2 separate regions of the Anas platyrhynchos genome follow, and region 1 is linked to region 2. Evidence: chromatin contacts called from public Hi-C data. All regions are on one chromosome and are shown on one strand. The core of a region is the stretch at or near the end of the contact, and the rest is flanking DNA. Distances in the headings are between cores, read along the strand shown. Region 1 holds the start of RPL31 (ribosomal protein L31). Region 2 holds the start of PDCL3 (phosducin like 3).

Region 1 (4,909 bases), core at 1,244-3,743, 210 kb after region 2:
CATATGAATTGTGATTGCAAAGAAGAACTCGACTTGTAAGCACAATCATGCAACTCTCCCATAATACACGATGGATCCTTCTTCAAGCTAAATAACTCACTCACTGCAAGTCTCTGAGAAATATGCACTGTGTTTTGGCCCACTGACTCGGGATGCTGCAGACTATTACATATCTCTTTCATTATAACATTTAGGATTGAATTTTCCTTTGGGGGGAAAAAAATAAAAAAAGAAATGCACTTTTCGCTTTTTTTGTATGTTTTCTGTTGATATGTTTCTAAGAAAGATTTTATGTAATTATTAAATAAAAAGTAGTGTATTGTACAGCTGTTGTAATAATGACCTATTTCTATATAAAATAAAATTATATGGAATTATGTGGAAATTATTTTGTATATGAAATATCAACTCATTTCACAAGTATAAAGATTGTGCTTGTGCTTTTTTGTGAGTGGATATTTTGTAATAAACTAATGAATTAGAAATGTCTCTGTGAAGGGTACTACTGTTTCATGCTATATACGACTCAAACTATTATTTTTTTTCCATATAATGATGGACGGTGTCTTTATTTGTAGAATAAAATAAAATAGCCAAAAGGCTTTATTGCAGGACTTGCACACATTTTCCTGTGGCTGTTCAACTATGTGATTCACCTTAGATTTTATAGCATGAGCTACAGCTTTGCAAGGTGTTTGGCAACCAATTAACCAGCAACAAATATTACCCTATGGGATCTGTGACATGGCATAGGCGATGAGAATGATAGCTTAGGAAATTAAATAAGCTGCTAACCCAGACATCTTATTTTTCATTCTCTTAAAACTCTGATGGTTTTAGGCAGCTCTGTACTTCCAACCAGCCAGTTTGGGACTGGGATGAACATAGGGCATGACAGACAGTTTAGAGTGGTTTGACCCAACGTATACCAGGGCTTTGACCCATGTTCACGAAGCAGCAGCTTCACAATTTAAAGACATCGCTGTCCTGAGTTTTCTGATACACCTCTGCTGGATTTGCTCACGTGCCCCCACCACACAGAGACAAGTTCCCACCTTGGCATCTTTGTGCAGGCACTTTTTCATGTTAAATTCAAATTGACTGCAACTAAATGGAGCAGCCAAGGTACAAGTCTGCTTTCCCTCTGCTGACTCTCTGGCAGAAGCAGCAACATCCAACAGAGCACAAGGTGGATAACCGGGTAACGTGTTCATCCGTCACAGCAGGATTGAAGGGATGGCTTCCAGAAGCCCCTCAGGGCATCCTGCAGCTGCCTGAGACAGCCTAACCTTGAGGAGAGTGCAAACCGTGCTGTCCTCCTCACGCTTCTGTACCAAGGATCATGTCACAGCACTGGTTTCCATGTCGTAGAGGAACAATGGAGATAATTGGTCTGGGAGCTGGAAATGATGAAAGTAAACTTTCAGAAAAAAAAAAAAAATATATATATATATATATATATATATAAATAAATAAATAAAAAGGTTCACTTCAGAAAACGAAGTACTGAAAAACTTGAAAAAAAAATAAAAATCTCCCACATAAAACCTGCTGGAAAAATGACCCTGCTGCTTCCACAGTAAGACTGACTGGTAACACTGATTGGTACACGGGTATTTCAGTCCATACAGTCCTTTTACTTTATTTTATTGAAGGAAGATGAGGGGATCAAGTATTTGGTCTCTAAGAAAGTGTTTCTGCCACTAGCTGTAGGCAACTGTCTTAGTTAGATACCTGAGCTAGCAGGCTCGTCTTTAAGTTCTTACATTCGGTGAAGCAAGAGTGACCCCTCCAGATGAAGATTAAAGAACTAAATCCTAAAGTGCTCTCACTTGATGTCTGAAGGAAATTCTCTCTTCCATTAACTATAGACAAACCTTAGCACAGACACATCAGCTTAGTAGAGACTAATTTCACAAATGCTGTACAGACTTCTGTACAGACTTAGTTTAGGGAAGGGGAAGGGAAATCTGTCCATTTGTTCATGCAGGCAAGAGATGACGAAGGCACCTGAGCACCTCAGAGGGAAATACCCATGGCATTAGCACTTTGTGGGTCTACATTAATATGATCATGGAACCATTAGGGTTGGAAACGCCCTCCAAGATCACCTGGTCCAACCACCCCCCTGCCACCACTGTCACCCACTAACCCATGTCCCCAAGCACCAGGCCCAACCTCTCCTTGCACACCCCCAGGGACGGTGACCCCACCACCTCCCTGGGCAACCCGTCCCAGTGCCTGACTGCTCCTTCTGAGCAGAAATGACAGAGGAAACAGGAAGAAAAAAAGAAAAACTTTGAGGAATCATTTTATTCGCGGGGATGCTTGTGATACACCTCCTGATTTCCAGTGGCTATATCCAAAACACCTCTTTAAAATCAGCTAAAAACCAGCCCCGACCCCTGCCTGAGGCTCCCTCAGGGGGCAGGCGGGGGGCGCCCTCCCTGAGGCGCCTCACGGGGCGCCAACGGCCGCCCCCCCCCCCCCTTTCCCGCCCTCCCTTTGGCGCCTGCGCAGTGCGCGCCTGCCGCCACCCGGAAGTGCCCGCGCCTCCCAGCCTGCCCTGCGCCATCCTTTCCGGCCCGCGCCCGGGCAGGGTGAGAGGCGCCGAGGGGCCGCCCGCCGCCATCCGCCGCCATCCGCTGCCATCGGCCGCCATCGGGGGCAGCCGCGGGGCCGGGATGGTGGCGGGGGCGGCTGTGGGCGTGCGGAGGGCCGGGGGGCACGGATGGGAGGCGGGGGTCGCCCGCATCGGGCCCGCGGGGAGATGGGGGGGGGGGTGCGGCCTAGCCGGGGGGGTGCAGGCCTGTCAGGGAGACAGGGGACGGGCTGTGGGGTGCTGCTTAAATGCTAAGGGCCCGATCCGGGGTAATTTACCGGGTGTGGGAGCTGCGTGACAGCAAGGAGCCGGGGAAAGTCGTGACGGGTGTGTGCCTGGCTGCTTTTCAGCGTCGCTGAAATGGCTCCTGCGAAGAAAGGGGGCGAGAAGAAGAAGGGGCGGTCTGCCATCAACGAGGTGGTCACCAGGGAGTACACCATCAACATCCACAAGCGGATCCATGGCGTGTAAGCGCTGGGGTTTTGTCGGTGAGGTGGGCTGTGTGTAAAGCGGCGTTTGGAGGTGGGCTCAGTGCGTTTTAAGCTGCAGAGGATGAGGTTTCCTGGCCTTAATCTGCACGTAGAGCTGTTTACCTCTGTGCCTGAGTTGTCATTCTTACTCAGCTGAAGTCTAAAATGTAGCCCGTTATAGTAAGTTTTAGAAATTAAATACTGTTGTAATCAATGATTGGATTTGTGCTTAGATGGTTGTGTGAGTTGTAAATTGGGGTGTGAGTTGAGGTGAACAGTGCTGGCTGGGTTTTGGGTGCTGTTGTGGAGAGGAGAGTAACTTTGCCCCTGACAACACACTGAGTCTTGTATGACCACGTAGCAGCAGCACAGCGCTGGAGAGGGGTTGTGAGAAACTGCCTTGCCCTTTGATTCTCTCCATGTGTGTATGGTAAAGTCACATGGAAGAAAACCATATCCAAGTCAAACCAGTTTGAAATTGCTGAAATTAATGTAAAGCAGGAGAGAAGTGAGACAGTGGACTGCTGGAGAACTGTGGGTGAGGATGGGAGGCGCTGATACTCAGACTGCCCCTCATGCTAACCCTAATGCTGATGTTCCTGTTCTCAGGCCCTCCTGCATAGGGGAGGCATGAGGCAGTAAGGGTGAAATACTTTTTGTGTAGTCCCTGTCTCATGTGGAAGCACCCAGCCCTGATTTCTAGCAGTAAATATCAAGAGTTCTTTCTAAGTTATGCTGAGTATAACCCACTGTGGGGCCTGAAGCCTTTTTAACCCTCATCGTGTGTCCCAGGGTGGGTGTATATAGCAGAACAGTCGCAGCGCAGCTGTAACCATCCCTGTCACTGGCAGTCTCACAGAATCTGGCAGTAACGTGCACAAGATGAGCCATGTTTGCAAAACAGGTGTGCTGGGGCTTCTGGTGCAGTCCTTACATGGAGAAAATAAACATCAAATCCCATTTAACAGAAGCTGTTCCTGAGAATAGTATCAGTTTTATTTTTGTGCTGCTTATTTCTGTGCTGATAAAACTTACTTCAAGTTTGTATGACCATTGTCATCCTGCTTTTTTTCTAGACCTTTTAGTTACAGTCTCTGTGAAAGCTCTGATCTCTTCAGTAGTAGTGCCAGAAGGGATAGTGTCAGTGTGCTAGAAATAAGAGTTAAGATCTGGGAGTTCTTGCAGCTGCAAAATTTCACCGAGTTCATTCTGCGTAGATGTGTGTGGTTTCTGTTAGGTGTGGACCTGGAGGTGAGCAGCTACCTCCACGTCTGGTCAAAATACGATGCAGCCAGGGTTGCTGAACAAAATGATTTGAATTGTATGCTCAGAGAATATCAGCGTTTGACTGCTGCAACGAATGTCCAGTGCTGGCAGATCCCTGAGGTTCAATAAATGGCTATCTTGTCTGTCCTAGGGGTTTCAAGAAGCGAGCACCGCGTGCTCTCAAGGAAATCCGCAAATTTGCAATGAAAGAAATGGGAACTCCTGACGTCCGCATCGACACCAGGTTGAATAAGGCAGTCTGGGCGAAAGGAATAAGGTACGTCTCAGCGGCTCTTGGGGTTGGAGGGAGAACTTTAATGGGTAGACGAATCTGCAGCCTTCTTGCTGTGTGTGCATTTTCTTTGCAAATGCTTCCTTTCATACAGGGTGTGTGCACAGCAGTTGTTGTGAGGTATTAAGGTGACCCAAAGGGGTTTAGGAAAAGACTGTGAGGAGTGGGACCTCTTACACCATAATACAAAGTTAATCTGGCAGAGATTTATGCTGTTAGTGGTGAACTGAGCACCCACAGGCCCTTATTTTAAACCACATCTTGTAGGAAACAGATGCC
Region 2 (5,526 bases), core at 182-2,681:
AGCACAATCCTGAGGCCTGTGGGCTGGTTGTGATGGGGCAGTTTTCTGGGTACCCAGAGCTCAGCTCCCCATTCCTGGATGAGTTTGCTGGCCACCAGGCTAAGGCTCAAAATGGAGGGGGAGGCAGGAGCAGGCCGCTTCCCACTTCTCCTCTGATGTATGTTTTTCAGAAGAAAGACTAAGATCTGCTCAATTCTTTTCAGAGGAAGATGTGCCTATTTTTAGGGAATGGGGTGCTGATCCTAAATGGAATGGTGGAGGCATGGACAAAAATTGTGTGTTAAAAATAGGTAATACGTAGTTTAGATTTGTTTATTTATTTAAACAGAGCATCAAAAGAAAAATGAGAGGAGCCAGTGAAGCAATAACACAGGGTATGAACTACAGACAGATGAGAATGGACTCAATGCAGAATAAAGAAGTGTCACAGAGAAAAACTAAGGTAGAAGAGAGCCCCCAAACCCATCAAATGTGTTTTCATGCTTATAGAGAAATATTCCCTATGGTTGACAATTTATTTATATTTTTCTGTGATGGTGCTTAGTTTGGTTTACGTGCTTACGGAAGCATGGAATGGCTGAGGTTGGAAGGGATCTCTGGAGGCCATCTGGTCCAACCCTACTTCTCAAGCAGGTTGTTCTAGGACCAACAGATTTAGTGTAGCTTCAGGAAGGTGTCTGGTGAGGGTGAGGAGCTGAGGCTGTGCCCAGCTCAGTGTGCTGTCTGCTAGGCATACCATGCCCCAGGGCCATGCTGCATCCCCTGCACAACTTTGGTAGCCGACAAGGACAAGCTAGCCGTGGCTGGGCAGGAGCAGTAGGGCTCTGTGGCCACATCATGAGGGTACCCATGAACTTATGTTAGAGCAGGGAGTGTAGGAACTTCTGTTCTGCCCCACAGAAAATGCACCTTCTCTCGCTCCATCACATCCATGCTGATGTTGATTTGAGGGGGGTGAGGAGAGGGTGGGGGCATCTCTGTATGCATCATTTTATTGTAATTGAATTATTAAGGCTTTTATTGCATTAAAGCCTCACTGAGAGGGGCGCTGGGCATTGCCTGTTAAAGGCAGTGCAGCGCTGGCTGCTCCTGAGGGACCCCGAGGAAATGGAGACCGCTGAGCACCAGCCTCACGCCACAGACTCAGCGGGACACTGGGACGGATAAGCCTGGGATCTCGCTATGAACAGGAAACCGTGGGATAGATTTAGGTCCTCCAAGCAGGGAACACCACCAATTATTAATTAACCAGGCTGCGGTGCTTGACACTAAACCCTCTCCCTGCCATCACGCCGCAGCGCTGGGCGGCAGCAGAGGCTGAAGCAAGGCAACCCGAGAACCCCTCCCAGCCCCGATTTGGGGCCCTGCCACACGCTCAGCCTCCCTCCCAGGCCCAAAACCCTTCGCTATGTCCAACCCTGCCCCACCAGGCCGAGCCGCCCGGCCCTAATTAGGCACTGAAGGAAGCAGCAGCCCCGCTCCGCCCCGCCCCGCTCCGCCTCCCCCCGGCCGCGCCGCGCACGCCGGGACCGGGCCCAGCCCAGCACCGCTGAACCCCGGGCCCCGGCCCCGGCCCTGCCGCCAAGATGCAGGTGAGGGCCCGGGGGGCTCGGGCAGCCGGGCCCGGGGTGCGGGGGAGCCCGATGGGGACCGGGCAGGGCCGCCCCGCTGCTCCCCGCCGCAGCGCGGAGCTCCCTGCTTGGGGCGGGCGGGCCCGGCATGGCCCCCAGCCGGGGGTGCGCGGCGGGGCTCGCGGCCGCCTCTCGTGTTATATTGGTGTTTGCTGTGTTATTTCCTTAAGCTGCTGGTCCTGAGGGGGCTTGGGGACTTGGTTCGAGTCAGGGAGGAGCTAAAATCAAGAGGACGAGTGTTTATCGCCGAGTTTTCCTGTTTGAAACAAGGAACTGCAGGATAACTTGAATACTCGAGCTTGTCAGCAATACATAGGCGGCTGTGGGCCTTCTTCTTTGGGATTATTGGAGCTGTGTCCTTACGAAAGCTTTTAAAACTCAGGCGTAGATTTAAATCTGATCCCTAGCCGTAGCCTTATCCAGCAGTGGCCACGCGCGCTTCTCTCCAAGCGCTGCCGACAGACCCCACCAAGGAGGCTCAGCCCCCAAATAAAAAGTCACAAAGTCACTTTTTTCAGTCTCCTCTTGGGGCCACAAAAATCCTCAGGAGGGTGCACACTGAATCTCTGATGCTCTACAGACAGTTACTGCTCTATCAGTGCCATAAGTCTCCTGAAAAACTTGCTTTGCTAACTTCTGGATGTGTCAAAGTGCTTGTTGAACGCATGCCATCCGTTTCTCATTTCTTTGTAGGACCCAGACAAAGACACAGAGTGGAATGACATCCTGCGCAAGAAAGGCATCCTTCCTCCCAAGGAGAACCTCGAAGAACAGGAGCGTGCAAAGGAGGAGGAGCAGCTGATGATCCTTCAGAAGTCTCTTGGTGAGTTTACGTGCCTGTGAGGCAATGTGTCTTTTGCTAAACCTGTAAGGGATACCAGAGATAATTCTTGTATAGCATGGCCATCTGTTGCCAGTATCAGACAAATATGTTCCTCAATACATGGTTCTTCCAGTACAGGAAGACTTTGTTCTCAACGCCAATGCCATGTTTTTATAAATGTAAATGTTTCAAAGCTGAAATAAGAACAGTCTGAAGGGAGTTTGTCATATGAATGCACAAATAAAGGTATCTAATGAACATGATCATTACCTGTTGTATGCTTCCTCTGTTATTCAGGCACCCGTGCTGTATTGCATGTCTCTGCTGCAGTCACAGAACTTGAAAGCTAGCTCAGGTACTTCTATGCCAGTGTAGCCAGCCTCAGGCTCAGTTCTTTACATCAATATATATATCAATGTATATACCATTTATATGTATAGAGTGCATAATATTTTCTAAAAATCCAGTAACAATAATATTGCAGGGAAAAAAAAAAAAAATACATTTCTTATAGTTAATCTATCCTTAAAATAAATAAATTCTGTTAGACTGAAAGGCAGAAGTTTCTCAGAATGAGATTTTTGCTGATTTGGTATTGCTTCCGTTCTAGTGAAGACTTACGAGGACATGACTCTGGAAGAGCTAGAAGAAAATGAAGATGAATTTAATGAGGAAGATGAGAAAGCTATTGAAATGTACAGGTTAGAGCATCGTACAGAACTTGGTTTTAATAAAAACCGGAGCATGTGGTTGTTTTGTTTTGGGTATTTTGTTTTGTTTGTTTTATAGATACAGATACATGCTATTAGATGGTGTGGAAGAGAGGAAGGATGTTCTTAGGCCTGATGCTAGAAAAACTGCAATGTGTTTCTGATCTCACGTGGACCTTTTGAGTGTCTTTAGTAGAACAGTGGAGTTCAAATTCAGTGTCCTTTATTTACAACCTAATTTTGCAGAGATAATGTATGCCCACTGAGCGAATAGTGAAATGAGGACTGTGAGAGCTTTGATAATCGGCTTCAAGTTTTCTCATTTTTTGTAGGAATGCCAATAAGGTGCTGCATAGTTCTGATTGCAGTGTTGATTTACCATCATCTCTTTCTCTTCTTCATCTCATGATTTTTACCACCTAGTTTGGTGGTGTAGTATCTGCAGAAGAAATGTCTGCAGAGGGCAGAGATGACAAATTCCATTTCTGAAACATAGTTGTACTTCTTGTATGCTGATGGCTTTAACTTGTGACGCAAATGCAAGAACATCTGTAGCCTACATTAACTTACTTTTGCTGCTCTGGGGTTTGAAGATGTTTGTAATCTGCCTCTGAAGTCTAGATTTAGACTGTAAACGTTTTTCTATCAACAATGCATCTGTTTTTAAGATTTCTTTCCCATTTCTTGTTGTACAGACAGCAACGGTTAGCAGAAATGAAAGCAGCTCAAATGAAGAATAAATTTGGGGAAGTGTTGGAGATTTCTGGAAAAGACTATGTTCAAGAGGTTACCAAAGCTGGAAAAGGTATATGGGTAGTCCTGCACCTCTACAAACAAGGGTAAGAATTTTTCTGTTAAATGTTTCACTGTCAATGGCTGAAAATGCTCTAGACAAGTGTATAGTTAATGTGGAAATTAAGGAACTGATTCTGGAGTTACAAGAAATACTGAATTATTAATTTCCTTACTGTTGGCTGAAGGCAGACAAACTTTGCTCTTAAAACAAACTTTGCTCTTGAAAGCATGTTACCAGGAAGTGGCTCTCTTATTTATGTATATACATACACACACACACACGCTACGCTGTGTGAGTAGTCTTCCTATAGAGGTAGAGGTCTTCCCATTTCTGCTGCCACGGAAATACTGATCTTTGAAAATTATTCTGGGTAAAATGCAAAGTGTTTTTGCTCTTAGAAGAATCGCTGTGTGGCTTTGACCTGTTTGCTAGATGTATAAAAACAGAGTGAACAAGGTTTTCAGTCCTGTCAACATAATGGAACATCTTGTTAAAAAGGTCTTATAAGTAGATGTAATTTTCTGGGAAGGTCTAGAAATACTTGATTTTGTTTGTTGTCTCTAACTGCCTCACAGGTATTTGTTGTCATTAGCTTCCTCGTTTCCAGGAGTTGCTTTTCTTTCTGTTTTACCTGTGCTCATGCAATTTTCAAACACCGTATCTTGTAAACCCATCTTCTTATATAAAAGGGGGGAAAGTGGTACTGCTAATATATATTTAAAAAAAAAACAAAACAAAAAACACACACACACAAAAAAAAAACAACTCCAGTGATGCTGAATTCCTTTGAATGCTGGAGTACTGGACAATAAATGTATTCAGAAGTTGTTTCTGCTACATCTGGCTTGCCAGTGGACTGTTACTTCTGACCTTTCTTCTGGTGAAGATTACTGTCCAACGTGTCTTCTAGTTTTTCTTATGCATGTCTGTTCTTGTTTTTTACAGAATTCCACTCTGTGCCTTAATAAATCAACATTTGAATGGGCTTGCGAGAAAGTTCAGAGATGTGAAATTCATCAAAGCTATCTCTACCACCTGCATACCCAACTACCCTGATAAGAATCTGCCTACAATATTTGTCTACCTTGAAGGAGACATCAAAGCACAGTTCATTGGGCCTTTGGTGTTTGGTGGCATGAACCTGACAAGGGATGGTGAGTGTCTGCATCTTAAATATTCCAAAGGAAAAGTGAAAATAATGAACAGTTTTGCTGGGAAAGAAAGAAGTGAAGTGGGAATTAGGAGAATGGAAATCGCTAAAAGTCATGAGGGTTGTTTTTTTTTTTCCCCTACCCTTTTGGCTTAACGATGTGATTGAAGCTATATTGTAAAAGCAGCAGGTGGTTGGGTAGGTATCTGATAGATACAGGTATCTGTTTTGTGTGTATGCGAGTATTCACACCTTGTCCTGTGAAGCAAATTTTCCTGAATATATTAAAAGGGCAAGCCCCTACTTTTTTTTTTTTTTTTTTAACCTGAAAGACTGATCTTGCCACCAGTAGTTCTCTTTCTCTCAAGAGACCCTCTCAAAGAGGGTTTTTCTATTGTTGTTTTTTAATAAAAGCC

The links. Hi-C and Micro-C count contacts between places; a contact is called where the count stands out from the background.
Region 1: a contact with region 2 is called in a Hi-C map of subcutaneous adipose tissue, with 2.6 times the contacts expected there. The contact joins the promoter of RPL31 here to the promoter of PDCL3 in region 2. A contact is called at or near these places in 4 of 8 Hi-C or Micro-C datasets (F1 follicle, liver, skeletal muscle and 1 more).

The regions. Positions count from the first base shown.
Region 1 is chr1:140,761,039-140,765,947 of IASCAAS_PekinDuck_T2T, forward strand. It overlaps RPL31 (ribosomal protein L31), which reads left to right and starts at 2,494. Exons shown (of 5, transcript XM_038173232.2): 1 at 2,494-2,600; 2 at 2,953-3,069; 3 at 4,490-4,615. The coding sequence starts at 2,963. It overlaps NPAS2 (neuronal PAS domain protein 2), which reads left to right. Exons shown (of 21, transcript XM_027446028.3): 21 at 1-627.
Region 2 is chr1:140,549,797-140,555,322 of IASCAAS_PekinDuck_T2T, forward strand. It overlaps PDCL3 (phosducin like 3), which reads left to right and starts at 1,432. Exons shown (of 6, transcript XM_027446089.3): 1 at 1,432-1,592; 2 at 2,325-2,454; 3 at 3,065-3,155; 4 at 3,860-4,003; 5 at 4,906-5,114. The coding sequence starts at 1,587.